Regions from separate parts of the Zea mays genome. Here regions 1 and 2 are each linked to region 3. A link is a contact called in public Hi-C data. All regions are on one chromosome and are shown on one strand. The core of a region is the stretch at or near the end of the contact, and the rest is flanking DNA. Distances in the headings are between cores, read along the strand shown. Region 1 holds the start of LOC103625953 (phosphatidylinositol 4-kinase alpha 1). Region 2 has its middle 14 kb from the start of LOC100127531. Region 3 holds the start of LOC100281521.

The links. A called contact is a pair of places that touch in the nucleus more often than the background predicts.
Region 1: a contact with region 3 is called in a Hi-C map of leaf, with 4 times the contacts expected there. The contact joins the promoter of LOC103625953 here to the promoter of LOC100281521 in region 3. A contact is called at or near these places in 3 of 25 Hi-C or Micro-C datasets (all in leaf).
Region 2: a Hi-C map of ear shows a contact between it and region 3, with 2.4 times the contacts expected there. The contact joins the enhancer-like site here to the promoter of LOC100281521 in region 3.

Annotation. Positions count from the first base shown.
Region 1 is chr5:11,844,864-11,849,330 of Zm-B73-REFERENCE-NAM-5.0, reverse strand. LOC103625953 (phosphatidylinositol 4-kinase alpha 1) reads right to left here and starts at 2,816. Exons shown (of 26, transcript XM_008646354.3): 1 at 1,636-2,816; 2 at 1,218-1,559; 3 at 978-1,139; 4 at 1-76. The coding sequence starts at 2,400.
Region 2 is chr5:12,406,531-12,410,843 of Zm-B73-REFERENCE-NAM-5.0, reverse strand. No RefSeq gene overlaps it. Among protein-coding and RNA genes, the nearest start is that of LOC100127531, 14 kb to the right of the region's middle. Within about 2 kb of position 1,288, at least 20 of the 20 cell types and tissues checked have an H3K27ac peak or open chromatin away from gene starts, as enhancers often do. A contact at or near this core is called in ear, where this site is marked.
Region 3 is chr5:12,128,155-12,132,535 of Zm-B73-REFERENCE-NAM-5.0, reverse strand. LOC100281521 reads right to left here and starts at 2,121. Exons shown (of 3, transcript NR_164199.1): 1 at 1-2,121.

The sequences.
Region 1 (4,467 bases), core at 1,567-4,066, 280 kb after region 3:
AGCAAACACATAACTCAGCCAAAAGGCGTATGACATTAAGTCGAATAACTGGAACTGCCTCTTTTCCTTTGCCATCCTGGAACAGATTGAGTCAAGTACACAACCAATATAGAAATCTAACTAATGCTACTGCAGTGCACATGTTTGGTCATTTCAAGTAGTAAGGTGAGATCATAAAATCCGTCAGCAGCTGGTAAGGTTAATTCTATGACAGAACAAATGTTCCAGTCCAAACCATAGAAATGAAGTTAACTTTCAGAATTATATCACCTCAACCATAATCAATTTAACAATCTGAATCGGTGTGCTTGCAATCTGCAACCATGCATAATGAGATGGACAAGAGTGTGCTGGATCTGCTACAGCAGATCGAATTATCCAAATCAAAAAGACCAACTACATGATAGCTAACTCTGCTTGCAGCTTGAAATTTTTGCGAAACTGGAAAACATTATCGTAAAATAAAGCACACAAATGCATCAGGTCACAACACTGAAAGTATCAACAGATGTTACAGATGGCATTCCAGGGCAGCATGGTATTTTTAAATAGTTAAAGAGTGCTGCATTTTTAGCAAATTTACATAATTATACATGAGTTGGTCCATCTATCCGTTCACACGAAAACTTTGCGCTATCAGAACACTCCAGCTTAACATCGGATGTTCTATAATAATCACTCAAAATTCATGATAAAACAAATTGTTGTTTTAAATACACCCTACAAGCCAGATTTCTGTATTGGAATATCAAAAAAAAACTTGGACGCACTATGGCATGCCTAAAAATGAAATGATGACAAGGATTGCACTGAGAAAAATATTTAACAGAACGTGCAAGAGCAACATCTAGCTACGTTGATTTGTGGGTGCTGTCATAATATATAGTACAGAAAAGATCCTAGGTCACAGGTTCACAACAACTCTTCCTAGACCACAAAAACTCCATGAGCTAACTAATAAGAGAAAAGAGGAATACCTCCTCCTCGTAATCATTCCGCTCACGAACATAAGCAGCTAGACGCATAACAAATGTGTCAACAAGGGCCCTATCCTTTGTCCAGCCAAACTCTATGATCTCACAGCTCAACTTCACAACTGCTTCAAATAGAGCCCCAGGACTACTGCCTGCCATGTCAGCCTGCATCAAAATAATGGTTTCATATTAGACCACACCCCATGAACACAGAAGTTTCTTCAGTCCAAGCAAGATACATGCCTGCGAACATGTGCTCACAACAAGCGGTTTTAAGGGAATCAAAAGCACCGGCAGAAGTTGGCCCCCACGTGAGACAGTTATCTGGCTGATCCCATTGAGCAGTGTGCAAAATAGCTCCTCGCATATCTTCAGTTTCCGCCAGGATGACAGGATGCACGACTTGGTGGCCTCGATGAACCAAGCTAGAGTCTGCTGGAGCATATCCTTCGAAGATTTGATATCAGTATCCATGGTGGAAACGCTTCGCACCAGCACCCCCACTGCAGCTTGACAACACATCAATTTGGTGTTTATCCTTGCCCTGAGCTGTGTACCCTGCTCCCTCCAGTCCCGCTTTCTAATCTGCAAGCCATCACCACAATAATGAGCAAGCACAACAAGCATCATATAGAGGCACAAATGAAGGGAAGAATCTTACCTTGAGAAAATCCGTGAGTGATCGGACCTGTCGCGCAGCAGCATTCCTGACCTTCCCAATCTGCTCGGTCTCTAGCCCACCCTCGCCCCCAAGCATATGCACGGTCAGTCTGAATGCGACTTCCTTCCGCTCCAGCTCATCGACCTCCTCCTCCTCGAACCTCCGCACTACCTCCTTTGCCCCACCGTTTTCCTCGCCCAAGGTGTCCTCTCCCTTCCCCTTGGCCCTGATCGGCTCCTCCTCGGAGCCAAGAAACTCGAGGAGCAGCCGGGCAGCGATGGGCGCGGCATCCGCGGGGAGGAGCGGCAGGGGCGCCGCGGCAGCGGCGGCGGAGAGAAACGCGCGGGCGAGCGGCGCGGAGGTCGGGTCGGCGACGTCGAGCGCCGCGAGGAGGGCGGCGGAGAGCGCGGAAGAAAGGGCGGGGGAGGATGGGGCCGCGGCGAGGAGCGGGAGGAGCCTAGCGAGAAACGGCGCCGGGGCGAAAGACTGGGGCCAGAAGGCCGGCGAGAGGAAGGCGTGGGACGCGAGGAAGAATAGGAGTGGGGCCGGGGGCGCCGCATCGCCTTCGGCACCGGCACCGGCGCCACCCGCCGGGAGGAGGCGCGCCAACGCGAGGAGCGAATGAAGGTGCGCCCTCGACGCACGCTGCGGGGCGGCGGCACCCGGGGCGGCGGCGCAGCGGGAGGAGAGCCATGCAAGCTTGTCGGCGAGGAGGAGATCCGGGTGCGCGGCCACCAGGTCGCAGAGCTCGTTGAGCGCCTCCATTCTGGGGGCGGGAGGGGTCACCTCGGCGGCAATGCGGTGTCAGATCATGTGGCGGATCGGGGTACGGGAACGCGGGCGGGGCGGAGATGCGCTCCTCCCTCCCTCGCCCTTGGTTTTTCCTTCCACTGACGCGAGAGCAATTGGTGGAGCCGAGGACGGGGGAAAGCCGGGGAAGGGACAGGGTGGGTGGATGGCTCGTGTTCTCGGTTGACTCGGCTGCCGAATGTTTTGGGGCTGGGCGGGCGGCAGCCTGAGACAGCTAGGCAGGCAGGGGGGGGACGAAGAAGAAAGGCACGCGACGCGGCGTCGATGGCTCGTTCCCCGCCACGGGCGCGATGCGGTCGAGAGGAGAACGACGCGACGAGCAGAGGACGATGGCAGTTGCGGGCCTTGCGGCCTCGACGGGAACCTGTCACGATTTTGACGCGCTGTGATTGGGCAGGGATAAAACGGTAGGTCGGTAAACATTAAAATTATTATCGTTTTTATATTTTTATCGAAAATAAAATCGAAAACGGTAACTCCGGAAACGGAAACGATATTGGTATTTCGGATACATCGAAAATAAAAGTTTGGTGTGGAAAATACACCGGTAACGGTCAAAATCTAAAATACAATCGGTAAACATATCAAATTTCACAATACAACAAAGTTGACAAAATATCACAAAAACCACAAGTTCACAATATAACAAGTTCACAAAGATCATAAATTTATAATATAAAAGTTTATAAAAATCAAAAGTTCACAATATAACAAGTTCAGAGTATAACAAGTTCATAAAGATCATAAGTTCACAGACTCAAAGTTCACAATTCACAATATTCACTCGATCTAGCTGACATGACATGGTTACTTATGAAATATTTTTTCTCACATAAAGAGTTTTTTCACAACCTCACAGAAAAGCCCTAAAACTAGTGTGTGGAAAAGACAGACTATCGGCTCTCTATCATTATATATTACTAATATATAACATGTGCATAGAAAAGGGTGGATTCGTTCGATAGACCAAATCGTTAATCCCAACTGCCTTTCAACACCATCTATCCTAAAAAATCTTCAAACGTCCAAAAAAATACAAAAATAAGTAATCCTTATCTAGAGACGTACAAGCGATGCGAAAAATCACATGCTGGCAAATTTCGAAAATCTAAGACACAATTCCGAAAAAATCTAAGACACAATTCCAGAAAATTCCGAGCCACAAATCCAATAATTTCCGACAAAAATCGGTAACCGAAGGAAACGGTCTGTAAAACACCACGCCGATTCTGATATTGATTCCGATAGAAAAATCCGAAAACTGATTCCGTTTTCGAAAAATATCGTTACCGGTGAATCCGACTGAAAAATTTCGAAATCGATTTCAGGAATACCGAAAAATTTCGAAACCGTTTTCATCCCTAGCATTAAAGCTGATGTCCAATATCCACTAACCACTGGTGGCTATGTTCGTTTATCACAAGATGATTAAAGCGGATTAAATCAACTTTTATTTAATTTTTACTAATATAATCCTCTATAAATCTCTTCAATCCCTTAGAAAATGAACATGCTCTGAGAGTGATTGTGCTTCACTACGGTTTTTATATCAGATAAATTTATTTTAATAAAATATAAATATATGTATTCTAATAGTTAGATGAGTGAATGTATAGCCAATAACTAATTTGAACCCTACTTATACACAATTTTATCTTGTTTTTTATAACCATGAAAGTTATTGGACAAGTTGGATTAGAAAGAAGTCTAGAAACTTTTTTGTTAAAAAGACCGTCGGTGGAAACTAGGAAAATTGATGCTTTATACTAGCATAGAAGAGAAGGTAAATAAAAATAATATTTTATTAAAAACGTCGAACATGTAATTTAACAAATAAAAAGTGCATAGTTCAAAAGACATTAAAAATATGTTATTGAACCAAAATAAAAATACATAAATCAGAATAAAAAATAAACTCTAGTTTTCATAGTACAAATCTTAGTTATGTTCCATTAAATGTTTTAGAGCTGCTCATAAATCGAACTAGCATGGGTTACAGTCTCATGTTAAAGACTGGCTACA
Region 2 (4,313 bases), core at 39-2,538, 280 kb before region 3:
GTTAATTATTAGGAAGATAGTATTGTGGAGAAATAGTTTTTTTAGCATAGCCCAATACACAGTTTTGGGAAGAAATTTTAGAGAGACTTTTGGAGTTGCTTTTAGGATCCATAGCGAAAAAACAGACCTAGCAATTCTCGAATAGATTGTAAACAATAGTCGAGATATATGTGTGCATCTACTTTGGAGCGTGTTCCATTTCGGTCTGTGGGGGACCCTATTCCATGGAGGTAAAAGGCCCGACACGATTAATTTCGACACGGCTCGGCCCAATATTAATTTTGAGTCGTGTCAAGCCAGCCCACACCTGTCATCGGCCCATGCCCTGGTACGTTATTGCCTAAATGTGTCAGGCTCAAAACGGGCGGCCCTAAAATAGAAAATAGAAAAGGCTCGAAATATATATTAAGCCCAAAAACACAGTTAGGCTCGTAATACATCTTCTGGTTCTAGAGGTCGTGGAGCAGTAGCAAGTCAAAAAGGCGCAGCCGGAGTTGCTTGGACCGTCGGGACGACGGTCTGTGGGTCGGGTGGTCGCGACGGTGGCGCCATGGTTGACAGCTGCAGGAAGTGGGCCTGGTGGAGCTTGGTTTTGGACTCTCAACTGGAGCCTAGAGGGCGTCGCCGACTCGAACCTCAGCGAGGACCTACGCTGCGTCGTCGGTACTCCTAGTTGGTCGGGATGTCGCCTCGTCGGTGCCCGCATGGAGGCAGTCGAGCTGGGCGCTACTCGGGCCTCGTGTCTCAGGACGTCTTCACGATGGCAGCAGCGGGGGTGGGGGCAGTGGAGGGCTCGCGCCTAGGTGGTTGAGTTCACATCACCGAGATGGCTTGTTTAGGTTTAGCCGTTTAGGTTGGGAACTGGGGTCCTGGTATCGCTGGATCGAACTGGGCCTTTTCTCTCGGATAGAGGCTTATTGTCTGTGCCTAGGTGGCTTGGGACTGGGTCTTTTTTCCGCATGCAAGCCTTTTCATGCCTAAAATGAGCTTTTTCGTGCTTGCTATAAACGGGTCGGGCTCGTTCCCGTCCTTGGGCCGGGACCTCAGCTCAAGCCCAGCCCGGTCTAAAATTATTTTGTGTCGTAGCTTGTGCTTTTTTCGTTCTTCGTGCTAGTCCATTAAGCTCGACACAAATGAACACATGTACGTGGAGGTTAACCCTGAGCCGACGAGGCTTATCTTGATATCAAGGCCGGGCCACATTTTCCTGCCTGGTCACCGAGCGGTTCGGGTGAGGCCTATTTCTCCAACTGGGCCGACGATGCTTTTATCTTGATATCAGGTTGGGCCACAATTTCCTGCCTGGTCATAGAGTGGTCCGATCGAAGCCTATTCCTCTAACTGGGCCGACCTATACAAGACTGCCGTATCTTCCTTGACCGGGCTGGACTGGAGGTCTTTAGAAATGCCGAACCCACTTATCATGTGTGGTCTTCGATCTTTGCCCGGGTGAAACGTTTGTATAATTGCCTCAACTTTAACAAGTCGCGACCATGCACATGTGCGATTAGGCGCCGTAACGTAGAGTACTAGCGTTGCTTATTTGATCGCACACAAGTGGCACGCTACAAATTTAGGTCCGAATCTCGGCAAGAGACCTCCTAGCTAGTAGCTAGGCTAGCTATCTGGCTGGCTGCAACTTGCGTATGCAGCTCTCGTTTAGTAATGGCTAATCTACTGGCACTTGGAACATGCTGTTTTTTTTAAGCAAAACACGCCGCATTCGAACGCCGGGCCGGTGGTCCTTCCCACACCTGTTCTCACGGAGAGGCGATTCGGGGGGCGGGGCAAGTTGCTCGCCGGAAATGCCAGAGATTTCTTCCAGGGCGCCAACTCCAAGGCGCGCATGTGACGGCTTTGTTTTTATACTGCTTGCTCCGTGGCCGCGGGGTCTCTTGGTTAATTAGGTTGTGTGTGAGATAGTAATCCCTACTATCATGGCACAAGTCATCAGACGATAACCCAGCTCGTGCCCTGTGGCTGCGTGCAAACGCAAGAGATCAGCCACGATCTGGGCGAAACAAATGGAAGCAAACGCAAGCATGCAGCCACACCACACCACGTATGCATACGGGCGTCGGGCTCGGATCGGGTCGTTTCCGCAGCTGAGATCACCCCCAGGATAGTCCATGCATAAACTACTCGTTCATCGACCTCCCAAACTGCATAAAATATAGTAACAGATCGTTAAACAAGAGATTAGGCCATCATCTAGGCGACCAGTGAAGGAAAAAAGAACTCTGGGCAGCGAACATCGGCCGTCAACATCGGCCGGTCTGATTATGCCGCGAACGAGGTCCTGGACTGGACCCGGCGCGACGACGATTTTCTTCTCTGGTGCGGGCGAGCTCAGGGCAGCGAGCGTGTGGGGGCATAGTGCGCAGGCGCAGCAGAGAGCGACGCGCCGCTTTTTCAATTGGCCGTTAGGCCGGCCGGTGGGGCCCTCCGCAACGGCAGCGGCCACCGTTCCGTTCGTCCGGGTTCGTTTCCCTTCCCATCCCGGGCGGTTGGCCGGCCGGCCCCATGGACACGTTCTCCCGCCCCCACCTGGCCGCCCCCGTCCGCGTCATGTGGCTGTCCTCGATTCCGTTCCGTGCAGGCGCGAGATTTTTGTTTCCGCCGCGTCATCGCGCGCCCGGAGAGCGTCCTGCCTGGCCTGGCCCTCGACGGCGACGCCTTCTTCTCTTGCCGCGACGGGCGGACGGCGATCGACGACAACGATGTGCGCACGGGGGGGCCCTGGCCGGCGGAGAGAAATTCGTGCGCGCGCCGGGGACGCGACGCTACCCGCGGGGACTGGTGGGTGGGTGAAGAATTTCGGCGCGTGAGCTTGACAGACAGAATGACAGGTGCCTCGAACCTGTGCCGCTGCCGCCCACTCTCAGCCTACACACTACATATCTTAGGTATCGATTTAGAATTCTACGGAGTATTATGTAAATAGTAACGTCTGCAATATAAAATATTGTTTTGCACATCCATCTAAAGAGTCCGCTGGAGTCAGCCTCACACCAGCGTTGTTCTGTGTCCATGTCACGGAGCGATCTGACTGATACGTTTAAGATCGGCAACGCTCACCGATTTTTTATTTTCTTTTCAAACAATGTTCGTGCCAGCTTATATAGAGTGTTGACAAGATTAGAGCCTAAGGCTGAGATTTTTCCTGGTGTCTGTGTTTTCTCTACGAAAATAAATTGATTACTATGATTTCTCTAAAATTATTCTTGTATTATAAAAGGGCCTAAATGTGGCAGTCATATAGGTGGATTGCGGGGAAAAAAATGGTCCTACGACCCAGAATCAAGCGAGGCTGCAACCCACTCTAGCAACCTAAATAACACTTAGGTCTTGTTTGGTTAGTGGTCTAGCCTGATAGCGTCGATCAGTCAGCTCAATCTAACTCCAGTCATCCAAAATCGGATGTGTAGTATTACTATCTGGGCTAGGCAGTTTCTCAGTCCATAAACCAAACAAGTCGTTAGAGCAACTCCAATAGTTATGTAAATTTTAGTTCTCTAAATCACAGACTTAAGAAGTTACTAAATAACTTTAAGAGTAAAAAAATGAGAGTTATCCAATAGTTCGCTAAATAAGTTGTAGTTTTGTTTTTGTATTTATCCAAGTCCAAAAAACAAGTCACAAATGTCATCAATTAGTTTCATTATCTATATAATGCGCCCAACATTTTTGTTTAAGGAGTTGCTAAATGGTTGTCAAATGTAGAGAGTAAATGAGGTTGGATGAGAAGTTGCTAAATTTAGTAAGTTCATTTAGAGAAGTGTTGGAGATGAGTTTTTATATTAACTACCTAAATTACTGATTTAGAAAGTCTTTTAGAGAACTACTGGAGTTACTCTTAATACCTTGTAGTAATTTTAACAGTCATAGAAAAAAGATATGCGATTATAAGATGCACGCACATAACAATAGGTTGCATGTCTATCAGGCCATCACCCACACACGCTTGCAATTCACACATCCACTTCGCATTGTGGCCATATGTAGCCTCCCAACTCCATAATTCAGATCCCTTGATTTGTTTCTCAATCTCCCACTGTTGTGACCTATACCTATAGCGCTAGACTCCAAGAGAATCTACTGTCATATGGAAGAGTCTAAGGAGCGAACGGTCTGTCATATGGGAAGGGAAAAGTGTCCGAAAACATGGGTGATGCACCCTATAAAAAATAACCCGACTATATAAAGACATGTGAGCCAAATTGTAGAGGCATGCTAACTTAGATTGTAACACTTCTTACACAAGCAAGAAAGCCAAGCACTCCGTCTTGTAACACCCAAAACTGACAATAAAT
Region 3 (4,381 bases), core at 872-3,371:
AAAAATGAACTTGCTACTCCCTTCTTTCCAGCACGACCTGTCCTTCCAATGCGATGTGTGTATGTGTCGATTGAACTAGGCATCTCATAGTTAATCACGTGTGCAACATCAGGAATATCAATACCACGTCCTGCAACATCAGTAGCCACAAGAACATTGAACCGACGGTTTCTAAATCCATCAAGGCTAATCTCTCTCTGGTCTTGTGACTTCCCACCATGTAGGGTTGTGACGCGGAAGCCTGCCTTGTCCAGATCCTTGGCGCGCATGTCCGCTGTCTTCTTAGTATTGCAGAACACAATGGCAGTCTTGTCTCCAAGATCCGTGAGTATCTTCTGGAGCCGTGGCATCTTCTCAGACTCCTTCACCATGATCACATTCTGGGTGATCAGATCAGTGGCCTTGCCAGCCGTACCAATTGTCACAACAACTGGGTTTCGGAGATACTTCCTAGCAAGACGTTCCACAGCAGGAGGCATGGTGGCACTGAACATATAAGTAGTTCTGTAAATCCTTTTCTCATCAAGTTCCTCATCCTCATTTTCAGGTTTCAAGTTACTCGATGGCATCGCGTCAAGGACACCAACAACTTGTGGCTCAAAGCCCATATCAATCATCCTATCAGCCTCATCGAGCACAACATAGTTGCACTGGTTGAGAACAGCATACCTCCTTTCCAAGCAATCAAGAAGCCGACCAGGTGTGGCAATTACAATCTCACAGCCCTGCCTAATCTTGAAACCCTGCTCCTCAATTGACTGGCCACCAACAATTGAGACAACTTTAAGGCCTAGATAGGTTGCAAATTTCACAGTCTCCTCCTCAATCTGTTGAGCAAGCTCACGAGTAGGTGCCATAACAACGGCATAGGGACCCTCGGCCTCATTCTCCTCGCTTATGGGTGGCAATCGGGTAATGTAAGACAACATGGGGAGTACAAAAGCTGCAGTCTTTCCAGAACCTGTCTCAGCAATACCAATAACATCACGCTGCTGTAGACCTAGCGGAATGGCAGCCATCTGGATTGGTGACGGTTTTTCATATCCAGCCTTGTCAATAGCACGAAGCAACTCGGTGCCAAGCTTGCTTTCACTCCACTTTCGCATCGGTCGGGGTATGCGAGAACCCTTATAGGAGATATTGAAATCCTCACGGAAAATTCGCCAATCCCGCTCAGTCATCTCCTCGAGTGTCTTTTCGGACCAGTGCCTGTCCACACGCATATCGAAAGCATCATAAATTTCAGCAGCAGCAGCCTTCTTCTTATCTACCGCATCATCCTCCGGACGGTCCTCCACACCAGCCTTGCGCCGCAGCTCTGCACGGGTCTCCTTCTCGTGCACAGCTGCCGCCTTCTTCTGCTCACGTCGGTCAATGCCGGCAAGGAAGCCCCGGCCAAAGAGCAGCCGGGCCTCGTGCGGCGACTGGTAGAGTGCATTCATGTCCCGGCTGGTGTCCTCGGTGTTTTCCCAGTCGAAGGAGAAGCGGAACTTCTCAGAGGGCTTGATAACCCGCTTCTTGGGCTTCTTGGACCCGAGGTACTGCTCCTTGATCGCGTCGAGCTCCTTCTCACGCTCCCGCTCCGCAATCTTCTCCAGCCGGTCCCTCTCCCGGTCCCCGCGATCCCTGTCGCGGTCCCGGTCCCGGTCCCTATCACGGTCGCGCCGGTCGCGGTCCCTGTCGCGGCGGGAGGAGTCATCTCGGTCGCGGTCCCTATCTCGATCTCGATCCCGATATCGGTCGCGGCGGGAGTCGTCGTCGCGGCGGCGTTCCCGGTCTTGGTCCCGGTCCCTGTCCCGGTCGGAGTCGCGGTTGGAGTTGGAGGAGTCGCGACGTGCGGGGTTGGAGCCGGACGGGGGAGGACCACCGGAAGTCGGCGGCGGAGGGGGCCGGGGCAGGGACTGGATGAGGTCGAGCGCGGTGCGGCGCTGGTCGGAGACGGCGGCCTGGCGGCGCTCAAGCGCGAGGCGCTCCCGCTCCGCCTTGGTGAGGAACACAGGCTTCACCGGCTCAGTCATCGCGTCGGCGGAGCGCTTCATCCCGGCGGCGCCGATGCGGCAAGTGGGGAGAAAGGTTTGCTGAGTGTGGGGCGGATGACGGTTTAGGGAACAGGTCAACCGTAGGTCCGTAGCTATTCACCTACGGTTAAGTCGTGTTAAGCCGTAGGGCTCAGATTTTTTTTCTTTCAAAAAGAGAATCTAGCTATAAAAAGAATTTAGACGTGAAGAAAATCCAAGTGTCATGGAGATTAAGGACGAAGTCAGAAAAAAATTAGAAGGTGCTGAACTAAACCACTATAGTATAGAAGCTCTTCTACGTTGTATATATACGCTAAAAATCTTATGAGAAGGTCAAGTGGAGCTCCATAGACTCAGTAGCGGTAGGAGGGGCTTGAGCCCCGTTCGTCCCACCGCTGCCTCCGTCCCTGATGGATATTACGTACGTAGAAAGATAAAAAAAGGTTTATAGAGTTTATGATATAAAAAGTGACGGTTTATAATGTGGCAACTGGCTGTTTCGATCTTTGTTGTTTGGTTCTCTTCTCTGGTTGATGCGAGATTTATTTATTTATTGGTTATTTAGGTCATGTTTGAGATAGCTCCAGCTTATAAATTTTATAGATTTAGTGGACTAGGTCATTAGATACTTCAGAAAATCATAAAGCGAGAGTTGTAAGCTTTTAGAAAATATTTAGATAAATTATTTCGTTTATTATTTAGATTAAAAATATTTTAAAAACTATTTAAATTGATATTATAAACTACAACTCATAGAACTCGGAGCCATCACAAACACTCCATAGAGCATGTTTGATAGAGCTCTAGATTGCTAAAAACCGTTTTAGCTCTAGCCTTTTTTTAAAAAATGCAGTTTTTTGTTGTTGTTGGAGTCAAACCAATTCACAAATTGTATGGCAAAAGAAACTCTTATTCTTTATGGCTTTTTGCAAAATTAAAAGGAAGCATAGCCAGAGTCGGTAAAGTTAGGATTTGTAGCTTTTCCTACCTAGTATAAAATAGCTCGGTCTTTTTATGTGCTTTTCGGTAGAAGCTATTTTAAGCGTTTAGTATGATTCTGATTTTTTTTCCCGCGGGAGAAGATAGAGTCGAAGCCCCTCTAATATTGGTCTGAGAGCAAACTACGTTGAGCTGTTGATTGATTGCACGAACTTTCTTTTGATCCTATCCGGTAACAATAGGCCCAAAGCACCCAAGCTGCATCGCGAAAGAAAGCCCACGAGAAATGAACTTCTTCAATCCCGTTTTCTGTAGAACCAGGCTGGTGAAGGAATCATGCATGTTGAGGCCGAGTTTGGCCCAAATCGATATACAGAAACCCGAACAGTTATTTCTTGCATTATGTCAACACAAGCTAGATCGACCTACATACACCCAAACAATTGGGCCCCGGATAACTCCTCTTTGCATTGGGGGCTATAAAAAATAATGATTTCACTAATGTCCTCACTATTCTACTGTACTAGCAGCGGCATTTGGCTGCAGAAGCTGCTAGAGACAACAACACGTCAACACTACCGCCGGAGGAGCAGGAGGCAACCGAGGTTGATGCAGCCGGCCAGCCGAGCCGTGCGCGAGCCGTCGATTGCCCCCCTGTCACATCTCGCATCATGACGCTTTAATCCGTGTCGCCCTGTACTACTTATATAGTGTTTTTATCTTTTTTTTATTACAACTGCAGTAGTTTAAAACCAACTTTAATTCGAAACAAACAGCCAGAGCCTTCTTCTGCCCGGTCCATGCTTAGAGGTAAAACAATCGTCGTCCTTGCTCCTTCGGTTTCACTGGATGAGATTTGCGAATTGAGATGCATCTCGCGGCCTTCTCCCTCACCTCGCCCCCCTGTCCAGACCGATAAGAGCTTGTTTGAGTAATTTTGGATTGGAGTGGATTGAGATGGTATAAAATGTATTGAAGTGTAATATGAACTAATTTCTCTTTCAATACCTAAAATACACTTCAATCCATCTTTATCCAAACAAGGCCTAAGGCTACTGACTGGTCTACTCCACAGTCCACGCTGTCTGCTGCCTGCACTAGCCGAGCTTCTCAAGTCTCAACAAGGCCAGGAGGTCGACCGGAGCTCTGCTTCAACAGACAAGCTGTTGCTGACAGCGTACAAGCTAGTAGTACAAGTACCAGTGCCGGAACAACAGAGAAGACATTGCACAGGACCAGCGAGCTCGTCATGCTCATGCATCGGTGAGCAGCACTAGAACATGGTAGAGGCAGGCAGGTCCACCCCACCCGGACCTACCCACCCAACAGACTGTTTGGTGATCCATGTACCGGCGATCGACTGGTCATCTCTCATGACCCTTGACAGCTAAACCAATCGTACATGGTGCATGACGCCGGTTGCT